Regions from separate parts of the Rattus norvegicus genome. Here region 2 is linked to region 1. Evidence: chromatin contacts called from public Hi-C data. All regions are on one chromosome and are shown on one strand. The core of a region is the stretch at or near the end of the contact, and the rest is flanking DNA. Distances in the headings are between cores, read along the strand shown.

Evidence for each region. Hi-C and Micro-C count contacts between places; a contact is called where the count stands out from the background.
Region 2: a Hi-C map of the A7r5 cell line shows a contact between it and region 1, with 6 times the contacts expected there. The contact joins two enhancer-like sites. A contact is called at or near these places in 4 of 12 Hi-C or Micro-C datasets (the A7r5 cell line, the Rat2 cell line, Schwann cells and 1 more).

The regions. Positions count from the first base shown.
Region 1 is chr17:23,263,563-23,266,885 of GRCr8, forward strand. No RefSeq gene overlaps it. Among named protein-coding and RNA genes, the nearest start is that of Tmem170b, 110 kb to the right of the region's middle. Within about 2 kb of position 2,044, at least 22 of the 93 cell types and tissues checked have an H3K27ac peak or open chromatin away from gene starts, as enhancers often do. A contact at or near this core is called in the A7r5 cell line, where this site is marked.
Region 2 is chr17:23,332,778-23,336,192 of GRCr8, forward strand. No RefSeq gene overlaps it. Among named protein-coding and RNA genes, the nearest start is that of Tmem170b, 41 kb to the right of the region's middle. Within about 2 kb of position 1,869, at least 30 of the 93 cell types and tissues checked have an H3K27ac peak or open chromatin away from gene starts, as enhancers often do. A contact at or near this core is called in the A7r5 cell line, where this site is marked.

The DNA.
Region 1 (3,323 bases), core at 794-3,293:
ACTTGAAGCAACTTCTCGTGTCCACAGTCAAGAGCAGAGAGAATGAATTCATGCACATCCACTCAGGCTTAGTACTCCTGACACATGCGCAGTTTAGGATCCCCTGCCTAGGAATGGTGTTGCTCACAGCGGGCTGTGCCTTCCCACACTGACAGAATGAAGACCGGCCCCTACAGACACACTCACAGGTTAACTTGATGTAAGCAATCCTTTCTTGAAACTCTTTCCCCTAGTGATACTAGATTGTGTCAAGTTGACAAGTAAACTGGTTGAGATGAATCATCACACCAACTGTACTCACGAGACATGTTTTGTTTCAAAGTTTAATGACATTCATTATACAGCATGCTGAGGACAAAAACGATTTAGATTCCTGATATTTGTATGAGTATAAAATATTTGCATGTATTTAGCTACTGTATTGGGTTACTAAGGCCCGAGTCTAAGTGTATATGCCATTGTCAGGTGTACCTTATGCACTGTACACTGATAGTAAAATTATACAATGCCTTAAACAATTTTATGCAAAGAACAACAGGAGCTTTATACCTGTGGTGTTGTATTGGTGATAGGAAAGTGTTTTGATTTCCTAGCTCAGATCCTCCGATGCAGGATGCTCAATTTACAGTGACCAGAGGGATTATTTCTAAATTATGGTCAATTCACAGACCCAAATCCCCTTAGTGAAGGAGAAAAGAATGCATACAAGGCTTTACTTTTTCAGATATGTGTGATGACTTTTCATAGTGGCTGTCCCTAAAGGTACTCATGTCCATTTGTATTAACTCGTTGCCTTGGAGACAGTTAAATACTCAAACATTTTTGGAAAATGTTTTTGCACCAATTTAACTCCAAGCTAACAATATCACAGACTACACAAAAGCAGCCAGCAGAGTGTTCTCTCTCTCTCTCTCTCTCTCTCTCTCTCTCTCTCTCTCTCTTTCTCTCTCTCTCATGCGTGTGTGTCTGCGTGTGTGTGTGCGAGTCTGCGTGTGTGTGTGTGTGTGTGAGTGTGTGTGTGTGTTGTACATTTGCCTTAAGAGTGCGAGAATCATGATGAGTCTTCACTTACACAACAGAGGCCACTCTCTCCCCCAATACTCTATCTCTTCCTGTGGCCATCCCAGTGTCTCTCACCTCCTATCTCTCCTTCCATCTCCAGGTCTTAGAACTTTCTAGTCTCTGGTCTGAGTATTCTCCCTAACCCTTTACCCAGCTCATTCCTCCTCAGCCTTCGAATTCCCCGCCCCAGGAACACTGCCCCCCTCAATCAAGTCTGTAAACCCAGATTAGTCTCCACAACACCCCAGGGCCGTGTTCCTTCCTCCAAAGCAACCTACCCGGGTTTGCTTCTCTAGGTTTCTGAGGTGACTTGATGAGGAGCTGGTTTTTTCCCTAGACTAGAATCTTCTGTAAGCACAGCACTGGGCATGGTGGACACAAAGCAAACAGTCATTGAAAGAACAAATGAACCTTTTTACTACATTTTTAAAGTTTAATAAGGATGGGAACTTGACGTAGATCGGTCAGGATGTGTTAGAACAGTTAGCATCACAGCATTCTCTTCTGGTGACCCTGAACAGGGGCAATGAAAAGTAATGGCGGTCGCCTCAGGCATCTCAAAGAGGGCATGCGCTACTCCAGAACAGCGCTCCATCAGTTAGATAGCCTAGAGTCGGCTCTTTTCCAAATAGCAAAAGCATAGCCACATGGCACAAGCTGGGTCGGGCTCCTCAGCACCAAGGTCCACGCTGCGGGCCCAAAAAAGCTGATAGGAGTTTGTGGGCCGAGAAATTGGATTGTAATTAGGATGCGAAACTCAATGGAGTTTTCTTTCCAGTCCTTAATCTCATCTGCACTTTCCTTTTAACAAATTTTGTGGCAATAACTCACCCTGCGCTTCCACGGTCGACTGCCAAGAGCTCCCTGGTAAGAAAGGCTCCTGCTTGCAGCGTTTTTTGGTGAATGCCCTCTGAGCCACTCACTTAAAAGGCTCCTTTTTGCTAGAAGAGGCTGCTGACGAGGCTTTTCGTCAAGCACAGGGTTGTCCTAATAAAAACGTCTGCTGCCATCTGCTGGCCAAACTGACACCGACACGTTGGTCTGGCCTGAACAAACCCCAATGTAGGTCATTTGCCAAAATTAGCATAATACAGAGGATTTGCATTGCCCGCTCCTTAGTGAAAAAGTTGCCGCCTCTGTTCTTGCAATTGGGAGAGCATTTGTTCTCCTAAACACACAGCTTTCTTTAATTGTCTTCAAAAGAAATACATTTTGTGCAAGGTTCATTTTTGAGCTAAAAGAAAGATGGGGGGGGGGTTTATAAATAATTAATTTCACAAAATAGAAGTAGAGAGAGTTGTCCAGACATCCTCTAGGCCCTTCCAACTCTAACATAGGATTCCAAGGAAGTCTGAGGCCACTCCTCATGTGTCTGGCCCACAGTGAGTGCATACTAATGTAGTTAGTTTTGACTTCAAGAACTTCCCTGCATTCCTCATCCTTGACTAAAGCCCAGATAGACCCACATATCTGTCTGAAGATACGGCCAACTGAGTCGTACTTCTTAACCTTCCACGCCTGAGTGTGAGGAAAATGGGAGAGATGATGTCTGATATCCTCACAGGCCCTGAGATTCCAACTGACTGCTTGAATCAGTACAAATTCCGCATCAGAGAAATTCACGCCCTCATCTACAAGATCGATAAGATCAGCTATGTGCAAAATAATCTGCACATGTGTGGGCATGTGCAGAACAGAGAGCAAAACCAATTTTCATGGAATATGTCAGTCTATGTGAAGGCAAGGTCTGTCTGCCTCACACTCTAGAGAGAAACTGGCTGTGAAGGCATCCTCTAGGATACCGGCACCCTTTAACGACCAAAGGAAACATAGCTCTAACTGCCAGTGCAGAAAAACAGCCAGGGGGTACTGTGGCGTTCCTTGCTCCACTGGGTTCATCACCAGAATTCAGGTCAGTCTGAAGGGCCCTCAGGTGATCCCACTGAAAAGTCTTTATACTGGGGAATGAATAGGAACCTGAAAGTCTATGCGACATCATGGGGTAGGGGGTGTATGAGTTAGCGCCTAATTGGGGGGCAGGGAGATAATAATCTGTTCTCAGCCTCTCCTCCAGGTGATATAAAGCTGCCAGGTGACGGGAGGGACAGTAATGAGTCAATACATATAATTGAGTATCTCCCCCCTTCAAGGAAATAAAGCCCTTAATGTGAAAGGCCCGGGATGATAGGTGGTAAGCCCAACACAGGGAAGCATCATTACAGTCATTACTGACATCTGTGTCACATACATGTGACCTCTTC
Region 2 (3,415 bases), core at 619-3,118, 69 kb after region 1:
CAAGAGCCTGGAATCCACACGAGCTTTATTTAGGAAGGAAAACAGTCTGGTTAGTTTAGGCCTTGATTAAAACAATGTAGGGATACTTTACCAGTCCTTGGACACTGATATATAACCATTATGATAAAGGAACTGGGTAACTGCCTCACTCCCAACACAAACAAACAATTCCACCTGAACCTCAGGCAGGCCTTTCCGCTAAAGCGTTAGGAGGAAGGTTTATGGTGTGTAGAGGAGCTGGGCTCAGGCTACCTAGGAAATAATCCGTGTCCAAAGAACCCACAGGCCTCCAAGGCTTACCAGAGTCCAGACAAGGACTGCTGTAGTCACTGTAGGGCGGCTCTCAGAACAGACTTTGTTTAATCAGCTGCCCGAGTCCCATGAAAGACCTTTGTTTAACAAGTAAGTAAATGTATTCTGGACAGAAAAGCAGAAGCAAAACACACATTGAGGTTTTTCCCCGTGGAAGAATGCTTTCCCAGTGTGCACCAAGCCCTGCATTGCAACCCAAACAGGAGCAACATGTCCCCTAAACGAACAACAAAAGTACTTTCCAAGTAAGATCAGACGGGGAAAATAAAATAAAGTGTGTTAAAGAGGGTTGAAGGAAATTTTGGGAAACAATGTAATTACTACTCTGCCCATAATAGCAACTTTTATATTTTCTCTAGGCACACGTATACACAGGGGTGAGGTGGGGGAACTTAATGATTTAGATTTGAATTTCTCCTGCCTTCTCATTGACCTTGAAAAACGAAGTAGCTCAGGTTACACAACCTTGAACTAAGCAGAGACTAAAGCTTCACAGTGCTAGTGTTGAGCATACAGTTGGGGCTACAGCTTGAGTTTAGGTTGGTGTTGGGTTCACAGTGACAGATCCGTCCCAGCCTAGGGAAGTAAGAGAACACACCTGTTCAGATGGTGTTACATGAACAGCTTCAGCTCGAACTCTGAGAAGAGAAGGGAAGTTCATCTACACTGGAGAAGTAGACCAACAGACACATTAGAGTTAAAATGGAGTCTCACATACATGGAGGTCAGACCAGAAAGAGAACCAGGTTTCTCCTTCAGGAAAAATCCCACCCATTTCTGTAAGGTGTCCTAATACTTTTTTGTATCACTGTTTAGAGTCACCCCATGGCACCAGTGTCAACATAAAGGGACAAGGAAGGAACGGCAGGCTTATGAGAACTCTCAGGTCCTCTTCTCGAGGTGTCCTGACCACAGCTGGAAGCAACTCCCGTGTTTATCTGCAGTCCCTACAGAGCCCAGAGCACACTGTGTAATGCGCTGTGTGCCTTTCAAGTCGGAAGCTCTGTACATAAAAGCACTTACCCTTCGGGGGTCCCAGCTATAGTTATTTCTGTACAACCATCAACAAAGCCATTAGCCACAGGATCTGAGGTGGCTGCTGACCTGGTACGGCGGACAGGCACGGCATGCTTGTCCTTCAGGGGACCTCACTGAAGTCACTGCTGTGGCTTCCTCAGCTTGGACATATTTGGTCTAGGGAATGCAAGGAATTTGCTGGCTGAGCAACTTCACCCATTCTGCTTTGTAAGGCTCCTCTCCATAACTGTTTCTAAAAAAAGAAGAAAAATCCCCCAGCAGGCTCTGTGGCAGAAGTAGCACCCTGGTCAAGGGGACAGTTTAAATGTGAAAGAAATTTCTCAAAACTGCACCACACTTACTCCAGAACCAGAATCTGGTCCTTGCTTCGCCTAATTATCACTCCCTAGAATTACTGCCTACCTGTCCTGAAGACAAATGGCTAATGGGAGTTCTTCCTGGTTTACTGATGTTTAAACTGAGAGTCCCAGAAGCTGAACATGGCCATGTTGAAGCACTGGGTGGCAGACCAGGACTTGGCAGGCAATTGTCATGGTGCTGTAAGGTTGTGTAATATTGGTGGTGTATTCTTCTCCCAGATACTGTGTAACCGTCACTACCTTCCTACTATATTCAATTTGATAAAATATCCTTAGGCATTAAGTCTGGATTTAAGAAAAATACATAAATCAAGGTCAGGCTAATGACATAGTTAAAAAAAAAGTAGTATTATTACAATTAGTGTGATATTTTTTATTTGTAAATAACCCCCAACACTGTATCTTAAACCTTCTTCAGAAAGTAAAAATTGGGTTAGTGTCATGTAGAAACCATGCTTTCCCTCATTTAATTTACTCACTTATGAGTTCAAACAAACAAACAAACAAACAAACAAAAATTAGCCGCATCTTAAGGGAATAAGCCCAAACTAAATTAATTTGGGTGCCTAAGTGGAAAAAGGTGGAACACTTTTGCCATCTAGTGACAGAATGTGGCCTGGCAACTAAACCAGCCAACACAATTCCTTTCTACAAACTCTCCTCAGGACTATGAGCCCAGAAATGGCTCTGGTGACAAATTAATGGTGGTGGTGGTGGTGATGATGGTGATGGTGGTGGTGGTGGTGATGGTGATGATGGTGGTGGTGGTGGTGATGGTGATGATGGTGGTGGTGGTGGTGATGGTGATGATGGTGGTGGTGGTGGTGGTGATGGTGATGATGGTGGTGGTGGTGATGGTGATGATGATGGTGATGATGATGATGGTGATGGTGGTGGTGATGATGATGGTGATGGTGGTGGTGGTGGTGATGGTGGTGGTGGTGGTGGTGATGATGATGATTTCAGTGCAAGGAGACAGTCTCAAGAGGTTTAGATGCTTCTCAAGTGTTTCTGGAGGTAGACCCAATTTTTCTTTGAAAGATGCACCATGGGTCTTGTTGAGTTCCTTCATTTTGCCTAAAACCACAGTCATCATTTTATGAATTAACCAGGGTTGGAAGTGCACACACAATCAGTAAGCCTGAGGTGTTTTCTCCTGTCTGAACAGGACTTGTTCTTCACAAGGCTTGGAATCGGACTCGTAACTTTTTTCTTGGTTCTCTGTCTCTGATCTTGTCTGAAATCTAGGGTCTTCTCACAATGCTCAGCAGATATAAAATATGTAAAGATACTTACCCTGCTTCAAAAACTTCAAAATATTACTTTGAGCCCAAGAAATTACAAAGTAATAAGCTTCGTGTGCATTTGTGGAAGATGTACTTTGTCTCATGTTTCTGTTTCATTTGATTGGGTTCATGGTCTGTGTGGAAAGGTATTTACTTAGGAAATTTGGAATTCATGTGGCGGGATGAGAACGTTTTCTGTTACAAAAAAAGAGGAAAGTACACTTCAGTTTAGTAAATGTAGGAGTTAAATGAACACCAGTGTACTCGAGAACTGTACAGCCTGGGCATTATAGAATTCGGTTAGGTTTTGTTCCAGTGACATTCACAGGGTGTGGCTCTCTGCTCCCTTCTCAAGAGGATGGTCGTTAGCTTGGTGTGTCCCTCAGAAATCTTTTAAAAACCCAAATTCCAACTAGACTT